3 separate regions of the Mus musculus genome follow, and all the other regions are linked to region 1. A link is a contact called in public HiChIP or PLAC-seq data. All regions are on one chromosome and are shown on one strand. The core of a region is the stretch at or near the end of the contact, and the rest is flanking DNA. Distances in the headings are between cores, read along the strand shown.

Evidence for each region. HiChIP or PLAC-seq counts read pairs in DNA pulled down with a chosen protein or histone mark.
Region 2: a contact with region 1 is called in an HNF4G HiChIP or PLAC-seq map of pancreatic cancer cells. The contact joins the enhancer-like site here to the promoter of Il15 in region 1. A contact is called at or near these places in 7 of 39 promoter capture datasets (the 3T3-L1 cell line, frontonasal cranial neural crest, hippocampal neurons and 2 more), 1 of 115 datasets of contacts at active chromatin or transcription factors (pancreatic cancer cells) and 2 of 9 other capture datasets (adipose tissue and pancreatic islet).
Region 3: a contact with region 1 is called in an H3K4me3 HiChIP or PLAC-seq map of bone marrow-derived macrophages, with 2.5 times the contacts expected there. The contact joins the enhancer-like site here to the promoter of Il15 in region 1. A contact is called at or near these places in 3 of 39 promoter capture datasets (the C10 cell line, pre-B cells and stem cell-derived epiblast-like cells), 1 of 115 datasets of contacts at active chromatin or transcription factors (bone marrow-derived macrophages) and 1 of 9 other capture datasets (liver).

Annotation. Positions count from the first base shown.
Region 1 is chr8:82,399,570-82,404,722 of GRCm38.p6, forward strand. It overlaps Il15 (interleukin 15), which reads right to left and starts at 3,017. Exons shown (of 8, transcript NM_001254747.1): 1 at 2,731-3,017.
Region 2 is chr8:81,847,579-81,852,731 of GRCm38.p6, forward strand. All of the region lies in intron 7 of Inpp4b (inositol polyphosphate-4-phosphatase, type II), which reads left to right. Among named protein-coding and RNA genes, the nearest start is that of Gm25267, 300 kb to the right of the region's middle. Within about 2 kb of position 2,658, at least 13 of the 459 cell types and tissues checked have an H3K27ac peak or open chromatin away from gene starts, as enhancers often do. A contact at or near this core is called in pancreatic cancer cells, where this site is marked.
Region 3 is chr8:82,937,627-82,942,779 of GRCm38.p6, forward strand. All of the region lies in intron 1 of Rnf150 (ring finger protein 150), which reads left to right. Among named protein-coding and RNA genes, the nearest start is that of Rnf150, 77 kb to the left of the region's middle. Within about 2 kb of position 2,550, at least 113 of the 459 cell types and tissues checked have an H3K27ac peak or open chromatin away from gene starts, as enhancers often do. A contact at or near this core is called in bone marrow-derived macrophages, where this site is marked.

The sequences.
Region 1 (5,153 bases), core at 1,767-4,266:
CGTTTTCCTTTCAGTACAGTAGGAATAAACGTGGAATGGCATTAGAATTCAACAGGACTATGCCTAAGACAAGCTGGCATGGTGCCTTCCTCTTAGTACTTTCAGGTTCACACTAGGTTCCTTCTGAACATGTTGTTTTACTTCAATATGTTAGGATTTCTAGGCTAACATTGATTTTTCCATCCAACTCTAATCCAAAAACAATTGCAAATAGCCCTTCTATCTCCTGACAGCTGCTAACATATTCACAAACACACATATACAAATCTATAGGATATATCAATATATGTATAAATGCATATGTAATTTTGATATTAGTTAACTGAAACACCATAAAATAATTCTTCATCGATTGCATGCCATTTCTCCCTAACAACACTCACTTTCACTCAACACCCTGATAGACTTTTTCCTCCCACCAGTGCAAAGGCAAGCACAAGCCTCACACAATGTTGAGTTGCAGCCTCAGGTATGATGTAATGGGAGATTCTTCTCCTCCTATCTCTCTTTGAGTCCTAGCTTCCTGTGTGGATGGATGGAATGAGAAGCAGAGAGATTCAGATACAGAAGTCAATCCAGATTTACCCATTATGAGTCATTATTTTAAAAATCTGATACATATTAGGCAGCTATTCCCATTTAGAGATCATGAATTTCTCTAAGGGATCAAATGCATACAGATATTATGTGATTATAATCCTTAAATATATAATTAATAATATCAGCTATAAAAGTAATCAGAAGCCAAAATTCTAGCAACATTGGCCCAAAATAAATTAGTAACTGTCACTGTCAAAACTGTGGGGAAGCTGTTGAATAGGAAATTCTTTCATTTTTATCAGCATTGCAATCTTAGCTCTGTCTGGGGTGGAAGAGATTAACCCTCCCAAGACCTGTTTCCCTGCAAATGAGTTACTCTAGCAAATGTGCCATACACACGAATATTTATAAACAGATGTCTAGCATGACACTCTCTAAACACATGTGCACTTAGAACAATATTGGGGGGTTAGAATTTAAGTTGTTGACTGTTATTTATGTAACAGGCTGTGGGATGAAGACATTATTTCCTGGGTTGTGGTTAACCAGCATTCAGAAGAAAAGTTACATAAACAGAGACCAGATTCTAAACGTTTTAAAGCCTTGGGTCAAATATCCATTTATAAAAGCTGATTGGTGTTACAAATAGTTCCCTCAGGAAAATCCACAGAGCTCCTTTTTTTTTTTTTTTTTTTTTTTTTTTAGCTTCCCTGAAATCACAGAGCTGAAATCACAGAGCGGCAGCACACACCTCAGATGAAGTGCTTCCCAAGGTCAAAATTCTGCTTCCAAATTGTTTCAATAACCTTAAGCCATTTTGCTAAAACTCTTCAAAATTAGTTTATATATATATATATATATATATATATGTATATATATATATATATATATATATAAATCTGTGTCCTTGACAAATGTTATATTATGCAATATAGCCACAGACACTTCTTAGAATTGAAACAAGATTTAACTAAGAAAGCACCATTGTATTTTTCCTTTAACCCACCAGCAATCTGCAGGAAAATTCTAAGAAGCAGCTTCCCACCGCACTGTACACTGCCTCTGCCTGCCAATCAGCAGCCAGCAGTAATATCTAAACTACTAGAAACCTGTCAGGGATCTGAACTAGGGAAAACCTGACCCCCTATCATGTTGCAAAACAGATCACAAGGCAAGAGGAGCCATTAGAGTGAGAATGGGACTGCAAACTCCCAGAAGGGAAAAGGGGAAGCATAAAGATCAGAGGAGAAGCAGACACATTTATAACAAGCCTGAAGCAATTTCTGACCCTTCCACATTTTAAGTAAAACTCCGGAGTTTGTTGTTGTTGTTGTTGTTGTTTTTTTATTCTAAAAGCCTAAAATAACTATAGTTTTGTCTCTACTCCTTTATTAATATTGATGTTCCCTCTTGAGTCGCTTCTTTCTTATCAATCCCTCTAAACTTCCTTTAAGAAATCCTTTAAATTTTAGTGAGCATTCAATGTTGATAAGGATCTAACTTGAGGCAGCAATCGTAGTAATCTGTTTATTTACCGGCTCAGACTGGAGAGTCCTGGCAGGTCAATGGGGCCTCCCTGGCGCCACCAATGAGAGTATCAGAAATCAATTTAAAATCACCAGTGGAAAGTAGCTGCTGCCAATCACCTCATTTCCATTTCAGCTTCTGCGGGACTCTGTCTCTGGTTCTGTCTGAAACCTGTCAGGACGCTGCCTGGTTCTGTCTGGAACCTGGATCATTAACATTGTTTGGGCATTAACATAATATTAAATGCAGGGGGGAGGGGCTATAGACATTCTTTTGAGCTTCCCTTTCTTGCAACTTTGCACTCTCCAACCCACTTGAAAAAGTTAGCTGGGTTTTCATCTAAAGCCCGCTTGAGTGAGGATTTTATTTCAGGACAATCTTCCCCGTTGCTTCCCTTCAATCTGGTATTTCATACAGACAACTGCTTTGATTAAGCCTTGAGCTAAGCTGTTGCTAATACAGACCCAGACCTATGGCCATTCCTGCACATTTATTTCCCTAGAAAACGCATCTTCAACAAGGAAAAGGTGAGTAATTTTTGCAAAGGGAGAGAGGAGAGAGAGAGAGAAAGAAAGAAAGAAAGTCCATAGCAGCCATCCATTCGCCGGGGCCAGAAGTTTGAAAGAATGTGGCAAGCAGAGCCGAGTTAGTACCTTTCCTGACCTCTCTGAGCTGTTAGATGTGGAACTCAGCCTTCCAAACACAGCAGGATCCCGTCTTCGTCCAACTCTGCAACTGGGCGGGGGCAGTCCTGCCCTGGCAAGGTCCCTGCAGCGCGTAAGGAGATGCACTGCAAGTCTTTTGGGCGCAGAGAATTGGGAGAGACTTGCAGGAGGACCTGCAAGCTGCCCTACTCTGCAAGGGGGAGGATGAAGAAGAGAACTCTGGGGAAGAGTGGCTGGACAGAAGGGGAATACAGTGCCACTGAGTATTGAAGTCTTGGTCAAGAAAGAGGGCGGGGCGGCCTGGCCGGCAGCTGGAGGGGAAAAGGGTGCCTGAGCAGAGCCAGAGCTGGGAGGGGCCCGGGGCGTAGGCTTTCGGAAAAAAAAAAAATTCCATTGTTGATCCACCACCACCAGCACTACCACCTCCCATTCTGTACCTCCATCGGGTTCTGGTTGAAGGGTGCAGGATGCAGGGCAGCAGCCAGCGGGAGCAATCAAGGCACAAGGAGCGAATCAGCTGGGGTTTCCCCGGTTTCCCCCAGTGCTTTCCAGCCGGGGAGTCCCAACCCCAGCTAACAGAAAAGTGAAAGAGAAAGAGCCCAAGCTGAGGCGGAGATCAACACCCTGGGGAGGTTGCGGGAGGAACACATGGTCCCGGCCACCTTACCAGGTGCCCACATGATTCTGCCACTGCCAGGTCCCCAGGGCGCAGAACCTGAAGGGCAACTGAGAGCAGAGAGCAGTCTCCTCCCCCTGGGCAGTTGGCCACAGCCTCTGTGTGTCCTGGAATGCCTTTGCCTCTGTGAAGTTTCAAGGAGTTGGCCTGAGTTCACAGGTTGCTTGCATCTACAGCAACTGGCCTTGCAGGGAGGCAGTTTGGCTTCCCCATAGAAGCCCGGAGGAGATCTGGACAGAGACTGTACCGGGAGGAAACGGAAAAGGACCTTGGGTCTGGAATGGGCGGTCCTCCAAAACAACCCTTGACCTGCTGCAGAGTCTGGAAGAGGGAAGTTTCTTTCTGAACTCTTGCTAGGAGGGGCCTGTTTGGGAACAGTAAACTTCCACTAAATTGACCCCTCTTGGGTCATTTTTCCAACCTAATTTGTAGCTGAATGTAAAACATTGCACATGTCTTTTGATGGGAAACAAGGCGTGGGTAAGGCAGCATCTTTAAGTTGGAAATTAGGAGTGATTATAGTGAGGAGGAGTTAACCATGTCAACTGTGTGTCTATTCCAGACAGTCCGAGAGCCCGGGGTCCCAGCTTTGGCATTCAGATGAATCATTGAAAAGACTCAGTGGCTTGCGGTTCCCAAAGCTTTTGAGAAAGCCAGGAGAAAACGATGAGGCCCTTGGCACCTAGTTAAACACAACTATGTTCTGTGTTTTTGTGTATTACATTAAAAAATGGTAAAAACTAGAATATTTGAACGACTAATTATTAACTGTGTGTGGCATTCCACATAAAATCATTGTAATGGGAAGTTTGTTCTCACACACTTATCTTGTATCCCTTCAAGGTTTATATTTGAAACAATAATGCATGTTTTGGTAACAATCACACCAAAATTTACTTATAATAAAAATCGTGAAAATGTGTATTTTACAACCATTTAAAATTTTACTACCATTATAAATTATATTTAAAGAAACATAAAAATCTGACTGGAGAGATTGCTCAGCAGTTCAAGAGCTTGTTGTTCTTGCAGAGGTCTGGACTTCCATTCTCAGGACCATACTGAGATGATCCACTAACAGCTGTAACTCCTGCTCCAGAGGATCCAACAGCATTGGTCTCCTGAGGGACCTGCACTTACACACACACACACACACACACACACACACACACACACACACACACATACAAATACATTTTTAAAATCAATATTCTTTTTGTACAGGATAATACAGTGAATTGTCTTGAACAGCTTCAATGAGTTTCAAACCCAACCACTTTTCCATTTCACACTGAAGCCCTGCTTCGTGAAATGAGCATGCACTATAAAAATAGGCCAGAAGCTGGACTGAATTCCATCACAATGATGTACTAGAAGTGAACATCACAGTATGTGAGTGATGTAGAGGTGAGCAAGTAGGTCAATATCTCATGCCTCAACTTGGACCAATACAGAGCTCTGTGTACCCCGGCAAGGTGATTCCTTTCGCATCTCTCCAGATCGCCCTATGTCTCCTGTGTGCTGTTCAACTGGTAGAGGAATCACATGACCATCAATAAGACACTTCATGGACTACACCCAGTACCTCCATGCAGGGCTGGTTGCTGCTTTGGCCAGAACATACAATGCATCCCAGTTGTCCGCTTCTGTCCACGTGCTCTAACTGAGGCAGCTGCTTTTAGCAGATGTTCACCAGCCCTAGGATCCAGACCCTGCTGGTCATCCTCAGGACTGATCAGGCATCC
Region 2 (5,153 bases), core at 1,408-3,907, 550 kb before region 1:
TTCTTTACAATTGATCCATTTGTTTAGGACAAAACTCTTCTTGCCTTGAGCATATACGTATTTTCTTGGGAAACATTAGGGAATAGCCCTAGCTTCTAGGACTGAAACTCTAGCCTTTCCTATTAGAAGCCTACATTTTTGCTACTGGGATATTTTGGAGTGAATGCTTGGCCAGTTCTGGTAAACCCTCTTCCCTTTTAGAATTTTTCTGAGAGTCCTGGTACATGAGGGAGACTCTCTGAACTTAAGATGGGGTGTATTTGATATTGCTTTGATATTATGTTTGCTATTCTTTGATAAAGACAGCTAAAATTCCTGGTCCCAAATAAATGTCTTAGTTGGGATTCTGTAACATGGTTGTTATACCAGTCAGGAAGACATTTGTTGAATAAATTGACAAACTGACCTAAAGTAATTGGTTAGGTTTTTATTTTATTTATTTTATTTTAATTATCTTGAAAATGGTTCCCAGTAATGTAGGCACAGAAAAATAACTTCGAACATCCATTTCTCTGCGTCCTTTCATAGGGTATTGTGCAATCTGACCACATTGGTTATCATATTCCTCATCTTCCTGCTTGGAAGAGTAAGTTGCCAAATTTTAGGTCACAATGCTCTTTCAGTTTTAGAAAACATACTACCTGCAAATTCCTGCTCATTATTCTGCATTTTATGTGTCTCTGAGAAGAACTGAATCCTTAAAGGAGATTCCAGGAAAAGTATCTCCTTAAACAACAACAATAAAAACACTACTAGTAATGAAAATGTGGGTATTAGGTTTCTGTAATCTTTCCACACTCCTAGACACTGGATTTATGACAAAACATGACTCCTTGACTTTGGTCAGTCTAATATTTATAGTTTTATATCAAGATTCTTTATTAATACCAAAGAGGAATCCATTTTGGTCTACATTGTTTCTAGAGCCATAAGAGAACAAATTATAGACAAAACAGAAGACTCTAGAAATGACTGTACTAATATAGAAAATCTAGTGTGTTTTATGACATCAGCCCTCAAGAAAATTGCCTAGTGTAACTGCTGAACCAATCCCACACACGGGAAGAATGGGCTTAAATAAGGAGGAGTCAACATAGCTTGAATTTCTGACAGACTGAGTCATGTTATTCTGTACAGTGAAAATTTAACACATATTTAATACATATCCCACCAATCTTCAAAATATTTCTTTGACAAAATTGTCTAAGCATTTAAGTTATTGGTCAAGAAGACATGGTGACTCTGTCCTTACTATATACTAAGAACACTTATTCCAACATGAGCTAAAACCTTTCAGTGTAATTCCTACTATTATGTTCCTTTCATTTCTGAGCACACTTAGGCAACATTTACTGGATGTATCCAAGCATTTTCCCAATGGCTTAGTCAAATAGATACCAATTTGTGTTCTTAAATCTTCTGGACTGTATTCATAACAAACATGTAATTCATTAGCAAAAACCTAGCACAAAGTACTGTTTAGTTTTGAGGTTATTCATAAACTCTTAATAGTTAGCATGCATTATTTTCTTTATAATGCTGTTTTCAGTATTAACAGTTCTTACAATGGAATGGGACATCAAGCAAACATATTTCTTATGGTTGACAGTGAAGACAAAATGCCCAGGCTATAAAATTGTCTTATTCTGTAATTATGTATGCATATATATATGTTTGTGTATATCATATATGTATACACATACATGTGTATATATCACAACAGTTGCATATCAACTTTTGCTTTTCAAAGGCCTTCAAAATTTATACTAACAATCCTGTATATGACTTTGTAAGAATAGGTCAAAGTATCACTTATAAGCTCATTTAATCTGCAATAGACCAGTGTCTAGTCAAAATGAAATGAGTAACATATAAGATTTGCCACATACGTCATTTAAAAATGTCCAATAGCCATATTTTAAACAGTTCAAAGAAACAGACTAAATTATTTATATTTTTCTTTAACTCACTATAAGTAATATATTCTTAAAATATGTTCAATATAAAAGTTACAGTCCGTGCTCCATTTCTTCATGGTAAGTCTTCTAAACCTGGTGGACATTGAAATTTTATGGATCCCTTTACTTGGTGTAGTCACATTTTAAGCTATTAAAATAGTAGATAACCTCTTTGAGAGAAACAGCTCTGTGTGGCACTTGGAATATCCATTGAGTGAAGACTTTGTGAGATGAGCTTCCTGATGGAGGTGTGGCAGTTGTGGTACCTAGGTTGACTTCCTTAGTAGTGAACAGTGGAGCCATTGTGGACATAGGGCATGTGGTTTCAAGTCTGATGAGCTGTCCAAGTCCCTACAATGCACTGAAGAATAAACTTTTGGTCTCACATTCCCTGTGATGAGACTTCAGGAATAACCATTGATAACCTCTTCTTATACTCTGGTTATTACTCTCCAGCAAAATGAGTGATTGAAATGATATGCTGTGTGTTTTAATGATCATCTTCCCCAGGCTGATACTTGTGAGTGTTGTATTGTCGTGAGCAGGAAAGGAAGGTCAGAGTTATGAGGTGTGCAAACAAAATATCTATCAGGACAGGAATTGCCATCTGTGCTGGAAACTTGGCACAACATACTGTGGATGAAAAGATGCTTGGCAGAGAATCAAGAGACTAGAATTCCAGTGTTACAGGATATTGGATATTTGGACCTGTTTCTAGTTAGGGTGTGGCACAGCCATTAGCTCACAGCTTTAACCCCTCTGGCTAGCATACAGACATGCCCTTTGTACTTATCTCTAATTTCAAACAATGAATGTAAAGTTTGTAGAAAGGAGCACTCATGTTTGAAAATGTTGTCTAATGGCGTGGCAGACAAAGTGATGAATCAGAGAAAGATTTGACAAAACAGGATATTCCCAACTTTCAGAAGAAGAGAAAAGGAAGGGAAGAAATTTATGGAAAAGACAGAGGGTAGAGGAAGAAGAGAATATAGTCTAGGGATACAGTAGAATTTGTGGAGGCTGTACAGTAGAGTTGAGAGGGAGAGTAGAGCAGCACAGAGAGGGAAAAGGAGGCAGTTTTACCAGGAGAGTTATACAGAGATGGATTAAAGATAGAACAAGTTAGACACAGTTAAAGATGGAATGAGCAAGAGAATGAGAAGAAGTCAGAAGATTAGAAAAGATTGCCAGAGTTAGTTTTGAGTGCAAATAGAGAAATTCAGAGGCTGAGAGAAGCCAGATTAAATCAGTAAGTGTGGAGAGGAGTTTGAGCCGGAACACCTGAGTTGAGCCAGCCAGCCTGAGCTCAGAAAGAACAAGAAATGGTAAGCTTATTCAGCAGCAAATCTCAGAGGCCTAGTTTAGATTGTACTGAGGCTAGAAGCTTGCAAGACTAAGCCCAGGTTAACAGATGGAGGCAATAACCTTCCAAGATAATTATAGAGACTAAAAGGTACTTTTATGTTCTAACCTGGTCTAATATGGCTTCCTGGATGCTATCTATTGTGGCTGTGTACAGGACACATCATTCTTATGGACTTCTGCAGCTCTTCCCCCTGATTACAGGCAGTTTTTCCAATGATTTGGAACTTCTTGTAAATACCTTACATATCCTAAAACAAATCTGAGCAAATTGGAATCATAGGAAATATCTTCTCAACAGCAGTAACTGCATAAGACTTCATATCCTTTACATCTTAATTTTTAAAATCTTATTTAGATTTACTTCTGAAACAAACTTTTTCTTATGCATATATATTGTTCTTTTTGTACTGCAAATATTTTTCAACTAAATAATAATAATCCTTTCTTCTTCCTCTTCTTTCCTGTCCTACCCACTTCTCCCCTTCTTCTTTGTCCAGGTTTTCTCTCTCTCCTCCCCCTTCTTACCTCTCCTCCTTCTTCTCTTTTATCTCCTCTATGCCTCTTCTTTTTCCTCACCTTCAAATACTCTATCTTTCCATAGAATTTTAGTTGGGCAGAAGACGTATCTAAGGCACCAGACCCATGGGTACAATATCTTAAGCCCCATTTAAGTGTCAATAATGCACTGTCTGCTTTCCTCACTGAGCTACTAATGGTGTGTTGATGACTTTATGCTCAAAATGATGCTCTGCATCCTTATTGTTGTGCATTGTGTACCGTTTTCCCCCTCTCTGTGGGTATTCAGAACTTAGAAAGAGAGAAAATTGATTTTGCTCTAATTCATTCTCTTCCAATGTCTCCAGTGAGTGTTTACATCGGTGGATGTTTTGTTCTCTAATTTGGAGTTGGGGATTGGATAAATTCTATGTTGACTTATATTGAGGTGAAACAAACACAAATAACAATATAAGAAAAATAGAATGTAAGTGTACTGGCAGTTATCCTGTTTGGTGTTACAATGTAAAACCATAATATACTATTTTTAGAATAAAATAGAACCCCAGGAGACATCATGGAGGAGGGAGCAGAAAGACTGTTAAGAGCCGGAGGACCACCAATTCTGTTCTGTAGCTGCCTGTCTTAAAAATGTTTCCTGGAGAAGATTTGAACAACGACAGATCAGCAATCTTGCTAATATGAAATCTTGTAGGCTATCACCCCTAGACAGAGAACTACAGCCAACTAATGACTGTTCCTGCTAGAGAATTAGCCTTTTATAAGGATGACTTTCCTAATTGGAGGTCCAGTGCAAAGTGGTCAACCCTAAAACCATATGCACAGAAGCAACAAAAATAAAAAATAAGCTCAGCAAACACACACAGAGGCACACCCAATTATATACTGTATTCATGTATTTGCCCATATATTATATATAATACATAATAATAAATACATATGGAAATTGTAACTTTATGGCTAATAAGACTACCATAATATCATGCCATATATACTTTGCTTTATTCTAAAGTCATCCAGACCAGATCTGCACAATTTCAAAATGTAAGTAAAACAAGCTTAGAAAGTTAGTGGCCTTGTGAAATTTATTATCTGTTTTAGATATATTCTCTTGTTTGGTGTAATAACAAATCATGAATATTATACATAGAAATATACATATATATAAACAAACATTACTCTGTATCACTATAATTTTGCATTAGCATTATGTGTTTTCCCCTCTGCATGGGTATCCATGTATGTATATCCATATAGATACATACATACATATATACATTCATACATTTATACATACATACATATGTGCAATGA
Region 3 (5,153 bases), core at 1,300-3,799, 540 kb after region 1:
TAGAAGGAGCTGCAGAGATGTCTCGGCAGTCACTCTGCTCTTGCAGAGAACATGTGTTGGTTCCTAGCACCTACACTGGGCAGCTTGCAATCACCTATAACCTCATGCCCATGGCAACGGGCAACCTCTTCTGGCAGTGTATGCACATACACATGCACGCACATACACATGCAGATACATACACATATGCACACAGACACACACACATACACACAGGCACACACATATGCACACGTATACACATGCACACACACATAGATACATACATACATGCACTTACACACATATGTAGGTTAAATATGGGATCCCGCATCCAGCCCAGGGTGAGGCACGACGTGGGAAGTTTGACTGTGCCTCCCACACCGCCACCAGGCAGGCGTTGGACTGTGAGAAGCCACAGAACCCTGCTCTGGGAGTGAGGAAGCGCAGTCTGAGTCCCCATGGACCTGCCTGAGTTGGGTCCAGATTTTTGGGCACCACAGATGCCTCTGAGTACTGCAGAAGAAGTGGCTCTGGGTTCCCCAGGCCTGTATGGAGGCCAGAGATGGCAGATTCTCAGGCTCTTGGACACTGCAGATGCCACTATATGTTGCAGAAGAGCTGAGGACAGAGTGTGGGCCGACTGGCGGGCTCTGGCACTGGGCAAAGGGGAAAAGAGCAGGAGGAGAGAGTTCTGGCTGGGTCCTGCAGGGAGGAGAGCCCTTATCTTGCTAGGTGGCTAGCTGGGATTGGGAAGCAGTAGCTGGGAACACTGGGAGGCCTATGCAGGAGGTTATACACACAGCAGCTTGTTAGTGGAAGACCTGCTCCATTGCTTCAGCATGGAGGATCCCCATGAGAAGAGACAGTCCATGGTTTTAAGGCATTTATTGTAGAAAGGCAGAGAGAAGGAGAGAGTAGAGAAGTAAAGGTCAGCCATGGCCATTTGGAGAGAAGGGAGAAGGGGATGCGGGGGGGGGTGGGGGGGAGGCAAGAGAGTAAGAGAGGGAGGAGGGAGCAAACAGCCCTTTTATAGTGGGCTGGCCTACCTGGCTGTTGCCAGGTAACTGTGGGGAGGAGCCTATCTGGCTGTTGCCAGGTAACTGCAAGGACTGGAGTCCAGACAGAACACCAGGAGCTTGGGGCATTGCTCTACTTGACTGATGACTACACACCTCTCTGCAGTAGGATCCAGGGGCCCAGGGGGCATGGCCAAACACCTGCCATCCCTTGCAGACAGAAGTCACCTACCAGGTCTCTGGCGCTCAAAGCCTGTGCTCGACTGGGGACCAGGCTGCCTTTCATAGCTCACCGCCCCACACACATACACCCACATGTACACACACATGAAACATACATACACATATACACATACACATTCTCATATATATATATATACACACATGTGCACACATATTCTCACGCAAAAAAAAATGTTAAATGTTTTTTTAAGGGCAAATAGAATTCGGTGTTCCTTCCAGTAATAAGGACAGCAACAAGTCTATATCCTGCCACATGGTCAACCAGTAAAAATGTCACTTCTCACGCTCAGATAAAGAATAGAATGAAAAAATAATGAAAACTGATGAGTCTGTGGTAAGCACTGAATCAAAGCCAAGGAACCTGGAAGTCAGATAAAGAATTTTAAAAGGTGGCAGGAATGGAGATGGCTTAGCTGTTAAGAGCACCGGTTGCACTTCCAGGGGACCCTGGTTCAATCCCCAGCACCCACAGGGCAGCTCATACGTATCTGTAGTTCCTGTTCTGGGAATGCGACATCCTCGCACAAATATATGTGCAGGCAAAACACCAATTCACATGAAATAAAAATAAGTAAATAAATGTTTACATGAAAACTATTGGAAAACCCCAAATGAGCATTCCATGACTTGCAGCAGGTTTGAGCTAAGGGTTCTTCAGGGACGATAAGTTGGTTACAGTTAAGAAATTGATTTGCTTTGGTTATGCTGTGCTGTTGGGTTTTGGGTGCTATATTGTGAATGCTTTCTTTTCATTGACAATTGTCTGATACAGTATTATCAAGGTTTCTCCAACAAATTTATAAGTTAGCAGTGCCCACAAGTATGTTGCAATTAAGATTTTCCTTATCAAAAAAGGAATATACTGCAATAGAGATTCCCTAACCAAACAATGATGTTCCCTTCATGCAACCCATCGTTCTAAATGAGGGGTGCATTGTCCAAAGCCTCTAGAAAGCTGTTGAACATAGAGTTAACACCACTTCCGAAAGGGGCTTAGTGTGCTAAAGTATGTTTTGCTTTGTTTTGTTTACCATATGGAAGATAAAATCCAAGTGCTGAGTCTGGTATTTTCAGACAGCTGTGACCTGTCCCTCGGCTGCCATGGTCTCCTCATCTCTGGCTTAGTCATGCAACAAATTTTGCAAGCACTTGCTGTATTCCAGACACAGCACAGACTGCAGCAGTGGAATAGGTCAGGCGCAGCCCTTTGTGCAAACCTTAAACTGAATCTCCCTAGGGTGGGAAGGGAGGCTATATTTTCCTTGTTCCTCATGCCTGTACTATGTGTATTTTTAGAAGCCTCCACATGCATTTCCTGTATGTACTCGTACAGATTTATGACTCTGTCAGCCCCAAACGCCCTGTCGTTCTGCCTCTCAGTTCCTCCTTCCTAATCGTTCTGGATGTTATTCAAACACAGCTTCAGAGCTCCAGTTCTTCTTTTGCCTGCCAACGGTGCTGTCCTCTTTAACTTTTCTCGTCTCCCAGGTCTGGCCCCAGACTTAAGGGCTTGCACTCTCTCAAGCGCTAAAGGATATTTATTAAATTGAAAAATGACACCATGAAAACATCTTGGAAAACTGTTCCCTGGTTTACACCAAACACATCAGTTTAATACTAGTGGTTTGCAGGCTCGACTTCCTGACTCTACAGTTGTGTGCACATCACCAGATGTCACCTATGCTACATGATGAGTAAGTGTCCTGTGGACCTGCAACTCCTGGGCACATAAAGGAGCTGAATGGGCAAAGGGTATCACTGTAGATAATTATAGTACTCATGAGGGTCTCTGCCTCATGGTGCTGTGTTCTTATAACTAATATGTCTCCGAAAACATTAGTAATATTTGATTAATATTATTAACACATATTAATTTATCACTTCAGCACGTACATATCACTTTGGAACACATACATTTTCCTCCACTGCTGTTAAGAGCACTAGTCATTTGCATCCTTTCCCTCATGGCTCCATGAAATGGATTTTTCTTTTTGTTGCTAGATAATCTGCACATTGAAATAAGGGTTTTTCTCAGTGAGGGCCAAGCAGTGGTTTTATAGAAGTATGACAATGCATCAACTTTATAAAAAAAAAAAAGATTCTTTCTCTTACAATGGCCTTTGGGATGAGCATGAAGCAAGTTTGTATGTGCTACATTTCATGCTTTAGAAAAGGCTAAGGGAGACAGGGAGATGCTGAGAACAAGTGATCTTACTTAAAAAGAAGAAAGAAGGCCAGCATGTAAACAGAATGTCACGTTTAAAAAAGAAATAGAAGGAGCTGCAGAGATGTCTCGGCAGTCACTCTGCTCTTGCAGAGAACATGTGTTGGTTCCTAGCACCTACACTGGACAGCTTGCAATCACCTATAACCTCATGCCCATGGCAACGGGCAACCTCTTCTGGCAATGTATGCACATACACATGCACACACATACACATGCAGATACATACACATATGCACACATACACACACACATACACACAGGCACACACATATGCACACGTATACACATGCACACCCTCATGGCTCCACTAAGCATTCCTTAGCTTTCTTTATCAGGCTGTACGAGCATTTGTCTGCTCATGCCATTGAAGTTTATGAAGGTGAGCTGGTTAGCAGTAGAATAGAGCTATGACCTGGAGCCTTTCACATGCACCCCAACCTTCTTCCAACCCCAGTCCCCAATCCTACCCTACTCTTCTCATAGTGTCCTTGTCACTTAATTATTTTGTATGCTGTGATTATTGTGTAACTAGATGACCTCACTCAGTATAATGTCAAGTCTCATCTATTTTACAATGACATGACAGCATTTCCTTCCTTTGGAAGGCTGGATCATTTTCATGTAACATCCTTCCTATGTGTATGAGGTGTCTGGCTACCCATCACTCACAGATGAATACTTTAGCTAATTTAACATCTTGGATATTGTGAACAATGATGCAATGAACCTCTACAACTGCAGAGATCTCTGAGAACTTGCTTCAATTCTTCTGGACACTTGGTGCCATAATGTATAAAGAAATTGTGTTTGCTTGCAATAACCAATGATTTCCTCTGCCTGGGGGAAGTATCGTCACAGTCAATTGTTTCATAAAGATATCCAACTTCTCTTAAATCAATAATGATAATGGTAAGGAGAATTACTATCAACTTCCTTTGACACTGGCACTTTAGTAAGAAACAGCATAATCCTTATTGCTTAGATTACCCATGAGGTAATCAGCTACTCTGATTTAAAGATCCTAGAAGCTTATCCAGGGTTGGAGGTGGTGTGCAAAGAATTTGTTTGACCCAGTAGGCTTGAACTCAAGTGTTACAGAGAATATCTGTCCACACTATGTAGCCTTTTCATGGTGCATAACAAAATATCAACCACCGCATTGGAGAGAGGTGGTCAGGAAGTCACATGGATATCACGTGATAGAAGTCTATTTTCTGTGAAAACTCAAGGAATATTCAGTAACTAGTATACAATCCAGGGGAAATGCTTGCCTCGCTAAAAAATAGATATGTGCTTCCTGTGGTTTCTACATAATTTTCCATCACAGAGAATATCAATGTGTTCACACATTATATATAGTCAGTCTCTCCATTAAAATGCAGGTAGGTCATGGGTCCTTGCAAGAATAGCTGTGGAAAACATTTAGGTCATCCATTCTTAGAATCACCTGCTTCCTACAGCCAAGAAAAGACGTAATCATTAATGAGTGGTGCACATTTGTGTGTGGAGGGTATGCATGCATACACGTTCATGTGAGTGTGCGTGTATATTCACATGCATGTAGAGACTAGAGATTGAGAACATGTGTCTTCCTATATAATGGGCTACTTTATTTTCTGAGACAGGGTCTCAGTCTGGAACTGTGATGGGAAAGGCTAGCTGATCTGCTAGCTCCAGAATCTCCT